Linked DNA regions of Mus musculus: region 2 is linked to region 1. The links are chromatin contacts, called in public promoter capture Hi-C maps. All regions are on one chromosome and are shown on one strand. The core of a region is the stretch at or near the end of the contact, and the rest is flanking DNA. Distances in the headings are between cores, read along the strand shown. Region 1 overlaps Adra1d (adrenergic receptor, alpha 1d). Region 2 holds the start of Rassf2 (Ras association (RalGDS/AF-6) domain family member 2).

The links. Promoter capture Hi-C pulls out the DNA fragments that hold promoters and counts their contacts.
Region 2: a contact with region 1 is called in a promoter capture Hi-C map of trophoblast stem cells, with 2.5 times the contacts expected there. The contact joins the promoter of Rassf2 here to the enhancer-like site in region 1. A contact is called at or near these places in 6 of 39 promoter capture datasets (embryonic stem cells, hippocampal neurons, liver and 2 more), 1 of 484 Hi-C or Micro-C datasets (embryonic stem cells), 2 of 115 datasets of contacts at active chromatin or transcription factors (astrocytes and embryonic stem cells) and 2 of 9 other capture datasets (embryonic stem cells and pancreatic islet).

What each region holds. Positions count from the first base shown.
Region 1 is chr2:131,543,505-131,548,584 of GRCm38.p6, forward strand. Adra1d (adrenergic receptor, alpha 1d) reads right to left here. Exons shown (of 2, transcript NM_013460.5): 2 at 1,853-3,036. The coding sequence ends at 2,441. The region is part of intron 1 of Gm39938 (a long non-coding RNA gene); the gene reads left to right. Among named protein-coding and RNA genes, the nearest start is that of Gm39938, 7.8 kb to the left of the region's middle. Within about 2 kb of position 3,102, at least 62 of the 459 cell types and tissues checked have an H3K27ac peak or open chromatin away from gene starts, as enhancers often do. A contact at or near this core is called in trophoblast stem cells, where this site is marked.
Region 2 is chr2:132,027,592-132,032,657 of GRCm38.p6, forward strand. Rassf2 (Ras association (RalGDS/AF-6) domain family member 2) reads right to left here and starts at 2,397. Exons shown (of 11, transcript NM_175445.4): 1 at 2,160-2,397. It overlaps Gm31179 (a long non-coding RNA gene), which reads left to right and starts at 2,860. Exons shown (of 3, transcript XR_374996.3): 1 at 2,860-3,460.

The sequences.
Region 1 (5,080 bases), core at 1,852-4,351:
ACCCTGTGGACCGTTTAAGAGTAGACAGGGGAGCCTGTGTGGAAGGAGGAGAAAGGAGAGGGAGACATGAATGGGTACTAGTCAGCTCCAGCAGACTCTCTACATTAGAGAAGATGTTGCAACAGGCTAGATGTCATTAACACAAGGGACGAGCCCAGGGAAACTGGAGGTCCCTGGCAAGTTGCAAAAGTATCCTAGGAAGAGTGTGGGAAGGAAAAGTGAGTGGTTAGATGGCATTTAGGGTCCTGGGGTGGGAAGCAGGCTAAGAGACAAACAGCATCATCCTTTAAAGCTTGCTTCAGTCTTTGTCACATCTCCTGTGACCATCCTTCACCAGGCATAGATGCCTGAGGCCTTACCTATCCTTCAAGATCACATGAGGGCAAAGGCCTCCTGTCTTACCTGAACTTCAGGAACAGTTTCTAGTCAGACTCGTAGGATGGGCTAAGGGGCTATGGCCCCCAGGAACCCAAGAAATGGTACATTTCCCCAGATTTTCCTGAAGCCACCCAGGGGCATCATGAGTCCATCTACTCCTCTCTGCTGAGATCCTGTCAGATCCAGGAGTGAGGTCAGCAGCTGTGCTTTATTAGCTACAAAGCAAGATCCATGGAGGCCTCTGCTGAAGAGACCCTTCTGCTCCTCATTCACGCTCAGTTCCCGGTGTGAGCAGCAATAGTGTGCACAGGGCATAGGGCTGAAGCCTGGTCATGGACGACTGCTGTGCTTAGCACAAGTACTGAGTGGGACCCCAAACACCTAAGCTGGCATTTAAAGCAAACCTGGCTCCCTTCTACCAGAGAGATCAGTGCTCAGTAACTTGACACTGGGGGCTACCAACTGACTGATTTCTGACTTGACCCATGGATCCTTCCACTGTGAGAAGCCTGCCCCCTAGCTTCAAGGAGGCCAGCATGTACAAAAGGGGCACTCTGGTGTAGGTAGCACATTCCCAGTGCCTGCTATAACTGCTTCTCTGTACTGGGTGCTTTGAAAACGCAGATCCCAGATCACTTTGTAAACCATTTCCTTCTGATCCCAGCTACTACTCTTGTAAAATTATCGAGAAAGGCTTGGAGTTTCAGGCAGACTACCTCCTTAGTAAAGGACAGAAACTTTTGGTTCACAACACCGATCCATGCTGGAGCCAGTAACTGGCTCTTCCAGTTTCAGGGTCTTGTTTAGAAAGGTGTCCCTCTAAGGGCTGATTGCTCCCAGTTATCAGTCCCATGCAGGTTGGATACATGCGGTTGATATTTTCTTTTCAGAGACTGATCCATGGGATGTATGTCTCGACTCAGAGCTAAGGAACATCACAGCTAGGTATGGCTTTTCTTAACATCCACACGCTTGTCTGCTTGGGTGTGTAGATCCTCTGTAACGATTTATCACTTGCATGATGTAGCCACTATGTTCCCTGAGGCCCTCAAACATTGCAGATGCACCTGGGGGTGGGGGGTGGGTGGGGGGGGTGGGGGAGCTGATACAAAGTCTGTGCTTATGTGACTTTCAAAAGCCAACAAAGTACCAAAGTCCTTTAGTCTTGCTAAAAGATCCAAAGGACAGTGGTGACCCCATGGATTAAAGGGGAAAACCAGTTCCCAAAGTATGTTTCTGAGCTATATGACCTTCCCTCCACACACCAGCAAGGTGAACACAGACTGTCCTGTGATGGCTAAGGATTTCAGAAGAAGGCTCTATATGAATTACAGGCCAAAGATGGACAGTTTGCACAGTCTGAACAAAATATAAGTACTCTTACCAATAAATAGGTCTCAAAATGATAAATAAGGCTCTCCCCTGTTGGCAGCCTGGAATCCCAGTGAGAAGTGATGGGCACAGACAGGCACAATGAACTATGTACACAGTGTAAACAGTAAGGCCCTGGGGCGGGGGGGTGGGTGGGAATGGTGAGGGATTCATACAGTTAGGAGTGTGGGGAAGGGGGCAGTGAGCCCAGGGCAAAAACAACAGATTTGTATGGCGGGCATCCAATATACCACCAAAGCTTGCTGTATGGCAGGTCCTATGGCAGTAGGTCCATTGACTTCCTCCAGGTGGCAGTAAGGAGTAAAACTGTCCACGGATCTTTTCCCTGGGAGCAGCAAAACGAGAATTTGTACCTCTTCCCCCCCAAGGGGAGTAGCCATACTTGAAGTCTTCTGCCTAGACATCAGGAGCTGACTAAACAGTTCCTTAGACTGGATGAGAAGGGCGAATCCCGCAGCTCTTCCATTTCAGGAAGAGCTCTGGACAACTATGTCCAGCAGGCGGCACCATAACCCACCACCTTCCGAGTGCTCCGACCCCAGGTCCAGCTCCGGTTGCTTTGAGGTGAGATGGAGCAGCCACCCTGGTCAGAGTTTTGGATCCGAAGGCAGAATCCTATAAAGCACCCCACCTCTGGCCCCAGCACCCTCCTCAGCCTGAGTTTCGGTCCTTAAATGTCAGTCTCCCGGAGGTTGCTGAGGTCGCCCGGCTCATAAGCCTGGCAGATGACAGCCTCTGCCCCGTCTTGGGGAACATTTAGGGACACTGCTTCTACCTCCGAGCGCAGGGCACACGCAGTCTCCGCGCGCCGCGCGCCCCCAGAGCGGAACTTATGGGACAGGCTGGACACCTTCGCACGCAGCTGGGTCGTGGGTCTCTGTAGCGGCCCAAGCAGCCTCCACTCCCGGAGGGCGGAGGCTGGCTTTCGACGGCCGGAGACCGAAGCCTGCGCCTCCGGCGTGTCTACGGAGCCCGGGCCTGGGTGTGCAGTGAGGGCTAGGGGAGCCCCGGGGGGTGCGATGCGCGGGCTGGGGGCACAGTCGGAGCGCGGGTCGCCGGTCGAGGCTCGCCAGTGGTGGCCGTAGACTCGCCAGAGGCGGCGGCGGCGGCGGCGACACTGGCAGCGCAGGAGGCGGAGGAAGGCGCGCTTGAACTCGCGACTGGAGCAGGGGTAGATGAGCGGGTTCACACAGCTATTGAAGTAGCCCAGCCAGAAGATGACCTTGAAGACGCCCTCTGATGGTTTCAGCTGAGGGAACAGAGAACCTGCGGAGAACAGAGACCAGGCTAGTTAACTGATGGGGTTAGGAGGGAGGTTGACAAAGGACTGCTGCCGACCTCAGAAGCTGAGTCACGAGGTGGGTGCTATCAAGGGGGCGGGAGTGTTTCTCTCTATGAACATAGATGGGGAAAAAGAACCATCTTCTCTTGTTTTCCGAGTTCGACCTGTTAGAAAACTATTTGGGCACAGGCAACGAATCCCAACCAGAAAGAGACCAAACCACATTCAGCCAGTTTCGTATAGAAACTGGAGACTGCGTGTGCCCTGAGCTCGAAAAGTGGAAACAATGTCCCTAAACGTTCCCCAAGATGGGGACAAAGGCTGTCATCTGCCAGGCTCATGAGCCTGGAGACTACAGCAACCGCCCAGAGACTGCCAGAAACCGGCTCCACCAGTCTTTGCTGCGGAGCCTAGTTACTGCCGCCAGTGTGGAGGTCTCTCTGCTGAGGGCGGTCTCTAGAGGACGCCAGCAGGTCTTGTTCTTTAAGACGTTGATGTGGAAGTACGATTCTGCTACAAGTCTCACGTAAAAATATTTTGACAACCTTTTCCAGCAAAATGAGTTCATTAGCAATCTTTTGTACAGCATTTTACAGCACTCAGTCTCTGCAGTGTACTCTACTGCCTAAGCACAGAAAGGGAGAGGTTTGCTCAGTGCTCGGTACTGTAGAGGAGTCGTGAAACTGTGGTGCTGGCTCTGGGTGACAGTGTGACTACCAATGGGGCACAGGGCTGATCGTAGGCTCAGCGACAGCTTCCAACCATCTCAGACTTAGGCAGGATGGGACAGGCACGGAGCCTGTGGCTATCCTGTAGGGTGAGCTCACATCTCATCTAGGCTCCATAATGGAGGACCTTGAATTAAGGCACAGCTTTCCTTCAGTGGGGGAGTTAGAGCTCTGGTTATTTTTAAGCTGGTGAGAGACCCAGTTCAGAGCACAATACCCATGGCTGTCAAAATGTAGCCCTGTAGGGCTGTGCCCGGGAAAGTGTTGAGGAAAAGCTGGGATGGTTTTAGGTGGGGGAACAGAACACCAGACAAGTGCAAACGGGCACTAAGACCTGGTTTTCCACAAATATCTCCATTAGTATCCCCAATACGGACTCCAAGGAAGCCGTTCTCAGGGGAAGGAGACTGAGTGCAAAGGTGCTGCCTAGAGGTCACCTCTCACCTATCTCATCCTCAGCACAAGCGTCACTCTGGACAAAGCCTGCAGATCTGAGAGACAGAGAAGGCCAGGCATGGCATTCTCTGACAAATTCTCCCCCTGATTTACCCCAATATGGCAGAGACCCTTGCATATCACCTACTACCCACATGGAGAAACAGTTCCTGATGCTAAGAGATGGTGGAAGGAGAGGACAGTACCCACCACACAGCCCAGCCTTTTCCCACCTGCTCATGCTGCCCCTGGCAAGCTACTTGGCCACTGAAAGCCTCACTTTCTTTTTCTGTGAGCTGGAGACAATAATAATTCTCTGGATGGGATTCATAAATTTCAGGGCTCAGTGCTTAGCAGGATTTTAATCTAAATGTGTTGGGGTAGAGATAATATAGATCAGTACTAGAGAACTCATGCAGCATTTGAGAGCCCCAGGTTCAATTCTTAGAACAGCAAGCAAACTAACCCACCAAACAACCCACCTACCCACTCACCCACCCCTACTTATCCCTCCCCTGCCCTGTGGCTTTTCAGAGAGGTACCACAGACTTGGGAAAGGACTTACTGACTGTATCTAGAGAGCGGTCAGAAACAGTAGCTGAAATACGGCGGGGTTATGGGTACCAGGGCTCAGCAAGGCTTATTTCCCCCTGCAGAAGGGTTAGGCAGTCCCTGGAAAATGCCCGAAGGAAGGATCCTGTCCTGCAGGAAGAGCACCCTCAAGGATAGCATCCCTCAATGGCTGCAAAGTCAAGCCAAATGCTGGAAATGCCATTCTGACTCAGACTGCATTTTTTTCTGTTTAGCAGTGGCTGACACATCAGTGGACTATGTTGTCCAGTGGTTGTTGCCAGCCTGGTTTTAT
Region 2 (5,066 bases), core at 1,147-3,646, 480 kb after region 1:
AGCTCAGGCTCTCTTGTGATTGGACAGCGGGTCTCCTTTCTGGCAAGCCCCAGAGTCCAGCCCAAAAGAGAAGCAGAAGTGTCAAAAGTACAGCCCTGCCCATACCTCTAGCTGGGATCCTTAGCCATCCCTAAGAGGCGCGCACACAGGGCCAGACAAGAAGCCTTGCTGCGAGGTACCAGGAAAGAAGTCAAAGGGAAACCAGTCAGCCTCTGAGACCCTAACAAGCGGACCCTAACACCTGAGAGAGGAAGTAAACTGAAAACAAGGGATGGCACTTATTGCCCTCCCCCTAAAAGACCACAAAATAGAGAGAAAGCAGGCACCTCCAAAGACAAGACACAGTGAGCTGGAGAGAGGTATGCTGTGGAAGTCAGAGCCTGGAGACATTGCCCTCGAGGAAGGGGTGGGGGGCGGGATGGAAGGTTGCAGAAACCAAGGGTGCAAGAACAGAGCATGCGCTGACCAACATGGCCCTTCCCATGGATGCTGGTGTGGGGATCTTGGATACCCTGGTCTCCTTTTAGCTAGGTTTCTCAAGTCTACCCTCATCATTTGTGCACGAATCCCATGTTTTGTTGTGTTTCTGCAGTACTCTTCTGCTCTTCTATTTGTTAAAGAAAAAATGGGTGTGGCTTCCCATGATCTCCCACCCCCACCCCACCCCGCCCCAAATACTACCAGTCCACACCTCCAAGAGTGGAGTGTGCCAAGTGGCCAGGCAGACTATTTATTCATAGCCCCCTTTGGTACTAAGGCAAGAAACATGCTTCTTTGCAAACAAAGGTCATCTCTCACTCCGCCATCATTTGATGCTCCTCTCTACCTTCCTGAATCCCGCTGGACTGCAGCAGGTCCTAGGAATCAGGCTTTAGTCCGGAGGAGGAACAGCCCATAAGCAACAGCTCAAATGAGCATCGCTCAGGAAAATACCACAGTTAGTCCCCTAGGACAGAAAGGGAGAATGAGAACAAGGGGAGGAAGGGGGGCACTCTTCTCAAATCCAGTATAGCTTAGCCACAGAGGTTTCTTTAACCCCCAGACCACCTGTAGGAAAAGCTTCCACTTAATAAACGTGGATTGAAAGTATGGCAAATCAACCTCAGGTTCCTCATTTACGTGCTCTTCAAAGATATCCCCTGGCTGAATCTGCCGGCTATCTTTTGAGAACCGTGACCCTAATTTTTTTCTTCCCACTGTCCCAGGGCCATTTACCGCAGGGACAGAGCCGGCTCTGACAAATTGTCATTTGTCCACCGCTTCCTCTTACAGGAATCCTCCACTTGCTTACCGTAACCCCTGGCCTCTGCTCTCAGGAAGAATCGTTTCTAATGCCCTGGTTTTCCAGACTCTTGGGACTAAAGCGCGCGCAGCATTGAGAAGCCTCGTGCTGAGCTTGCCACTGAAGCACAGTGGCTATCTGTCCAGTGGCTGTTCCAAATCTGCCCCTGTCGGGACTCCACCATTCTGCTGCCTCCCAGGGCGCACTCGGAGATAAAGCTGGGTGCAGAGTAAGCGCTCTAATACACGAGTGGCCAGGCCGTCTTTTGAAAGCACCTGCCTAGCTCGGTCTCCAGCGACCTCAGGCACAAGCTCCGGAAGGGACAAGAAACCCGGGAGGGGGAAGTGCGCCGAGCACCGCGCGCTCTTAAACTCTGAAACCCAAAGGGAACTGGGTTCGCCGCGGGTTGGAGATGTGGTCCCCGCCCGGGGAGCCAGAGTGCGCACAACAGTCCGACCCTCCCCTAAGCTCTACAGGCCTGCACCTGCTATCTCGCTTCACCTCTCCAGGGAGTTCGGGGACACCCTGCTCTGGGGATGGGGGCAATTTCCTGCCACTGCACTTAGTGTCGACCTCAGAAAAGATCTTAAGGGGTCAGAGCCGCAGCATGAGCTCCAGGCCACAACTTTCTACCCGGGGAAAAGGAGTGGGCTGGGGCGCCCGCCTGCGCTGCTTCTGGGGCAGCCCGCATATCTAAGCCCACCTTGTGGCTTGGGTGGCAAAAGGGGACAGGGAAGAGTCAGGGACCGGACCAGGCTGGCCACGGGCCACTGAGGGAAAACTTTGAGCTGGGTAGAGGGAAAGAGGACCACCAGCACCTTGCGCCCGCATCCTGTGCCAGTACCCGGCTCTTCGAGCCCCGCGCCCTGTGTCTTGCCTGTCTCCCGGACCATCTGCATCCGCTCTCGCCGCAGGGGTTGGAAAGTGGGGGCGCCGCTGCGGGGGTGGGGGTGCTCCAGCGTGCTTGGCCAGTGATCCGCGGGACCCGCTCGCTTGGGCCGGCCTGGGCGGCGACAGTGCGGTTGAGGGCGGGCGCCCCGCCCACCTGGCCCCTCCGCCCCGCCTCCCCGAGCTCTGCCTTTATCTGCCGATCCTTGACCAACCCACCCGCCACCCTGCAGTTCTCTCCCCACCCCTCTTCTCTTGCCTTTCTTTCCCTTCTCCCCCTCCCTCCCCTCTAGGGGGCGGAGCTTCTCCCCTCCCTTCAAGACAGACAATGCTGTGGCTTCGCGTCGCCTCCTCCCTTCATCTCTACCCCCCCCCTCCCCGCGTACCCCCACCCCACCTCGCGCGGGCTGCCAGCGTTTCTTCTCAGCAGGCCAGAGTGCATGAGGAGGAGGAGGCGGAGAGCGTGGGTGGAGGGAATAAGGTGCTGCCTCTCACCCCATCGCGCCTGCCCTCTCCAAGCCACGCCGAGATTTAGCCCAAGCTCTTCAGTTCGCCTGGCTCTGTGACAGTCACTCCCAGGGAGCAGCCCGCCTAGAGAATGCAGATTTCCTAGCAGAGGATGTGCAGTTGGTGGAGTTGGGTGGTGGTTCTTTCTAACACCCGGGTTTGTTCCCAAAAGGGTTTGAGTTGCCAAAGGGCTAAGTGGGCCCCTTCGACTCGGCAGGCCGGCAGACGTGACGGCAATGTGAAGGAAGTCAAGTTTCTTTGTCCATTCCTCACCTCCTCCTCCTCTCCATCCTTAGACCTCCGAGGAACTCTAGTGTATAGGAGGGAGCACCCAGCTACGGATTCTATACCCTCTAACCATAATTCTTCGTTTACATATGCCCGACCTTGCAGTTGGTCCCCAAACCAAAGGGGAAGGGAATCTAACGGTTAAAGAAAGGGCAGCCAAGCCTCCAAAGTGCATCCCATCTGCCTGGAAGCCAGATATTCTCTTTTAAACTCATTGTTTGGATCTTGGAATGTGTCTCCCATAGAAACAATGTTATAAACGGCTATCCGTTCCCAGACCAGCCAGCCTCAAATGTGCGGAGGCCAAAGCGCAGCTGCGGGGTGGTGCTGGAAATGTCCCACAACACTGAACAAGAAGGCTACTGATCGGCTTTTTCTACTGTGAAAGGGGAGGGGGGTGTTAGGGAGATAAATGCATCTAGTTCTTTCCCCTTGAGCTATAAACACAAACCGGGTCCATTAATTTCTTTCACTGGAGCCATTACTGTGTTTCAGGTAAGCTGCTTTCCTTCGCAGCCTTTCTCAAGCTAGATTTGCAGGGTGAGCTGAGGAACTCTCCAGGAAACCTTCTCCAAGGGAATCTTTCTTCTCTTCTAACCTGGCCTTCCGTGACCTCAGAAACAGGACAAAGGGCAGCCATGACTCCTAACAGCAGGGCTCTGGTTTTGCTATTGAAGAAGTCTGTGAGATGCTGCTAGAATTCTTCAGTTCTAGCCCAGCCTCTCAGGAGAGCCGCTCCCTGGCTCCCCTGGCTCGCGTTGAGTCAAATGGTCATCTTATAACCAATCATCTGGCTTCCTGCCAATGAGGGTACACTCCTAATGCCCGAAATACTGGTCCTTGACCCTGTTAAATCCAAACCGGGCAAGGCCTGATGACGTGCACACATAATTGCTCAGGAGGCTGAGACAAGAAGAGTGTGAATTTGAGACTATTCCGTGCACATAGTGAGACCTTTAAAAAGCACCTCCGTGAATACAGTGAGTGGTAATCTGAGTCACTGGAAAACACCGTTCTAATGGTCTGTTTCCTCATATCGAGGCTGTGGGAGAGGAGAGTGGTCCTTCATCTTTTCAGAGAAGACAAAGATGATGCATCTGGGCTGGAGATGCTGTTTCTCAATAGGAAACACACATTGAATTTTCTTTTTTTCTTTTCTTTTCTTTTTTCTTTTCTTTTCTTTTTTTTTTTTTCTTTCGAATACTGTATAGTCCTAGCTGTCCTAGAACTCACTCTGTAGACCAGGCTGGCCTTGAACTCAGAAATCTGCCTGCCTCTGCCTCTCAAGTGCTGGAATCAAAGGTGTGTGCCACCACTGCCCAGGAGAAACACACTTTGAATTTTACCTTTCAACACTGCAGACTTCCACATGCAGACTGCACAGGAAGGTCTACTGTCTTACGAGAGCAGCGAAGGAGCTCCGTCTAAAAGAAACTGCCCAATAAAAAAATGATACCAAATACTGGGGCAGTAACTCAGAAGAAAAGGGTGGGGCCCTGGGTTCCTCACAAGAGCTATGTTATGCATTTAAATTTTCTAGTAGCCACGTTAATAGTAGTTGGAGAAAGCCAGGCATGATAGCACACACCTATAATCCCAGCATTTGGAAGACAGAGGCAAGAGGACTGTGGGTTCAAGGCCAGCCTAGGGTATAGGGAAACTCTTGTCTTAGAGGTGGTGGTGGAGGAGAAAGAGGAAAATAAATCAGGTAAAATTAAGTTTTATAATATTTCTGTTTAGCCTGGTGTGATAAAAACAAAATTTTAACATGTTATCAATATAAAAGTAGTTTGCTGGGCATGGTGGCACTTGCCTTTAATCCCAGCAGTTGCAAGGCATAAGCAGGATATCTGTGAGTTCCAGGCCATCCAGGGTTACATAGTGAGACCCTGTCTTAAAAACACATAAATAAATCTTAAATACACAATAATATAAAGAAATTACTCATGAAGTATTTTATATTTGATACTATATATTTAGTATATTTTTGCACAAAGGATGAAATGGGTACATGTTTAAACTTCAGCACATCATAATTCAGATGTTAAATTTTTATCAAAAATTTCTCAATGTGATTCATGTATTTAGGAATATATGTATG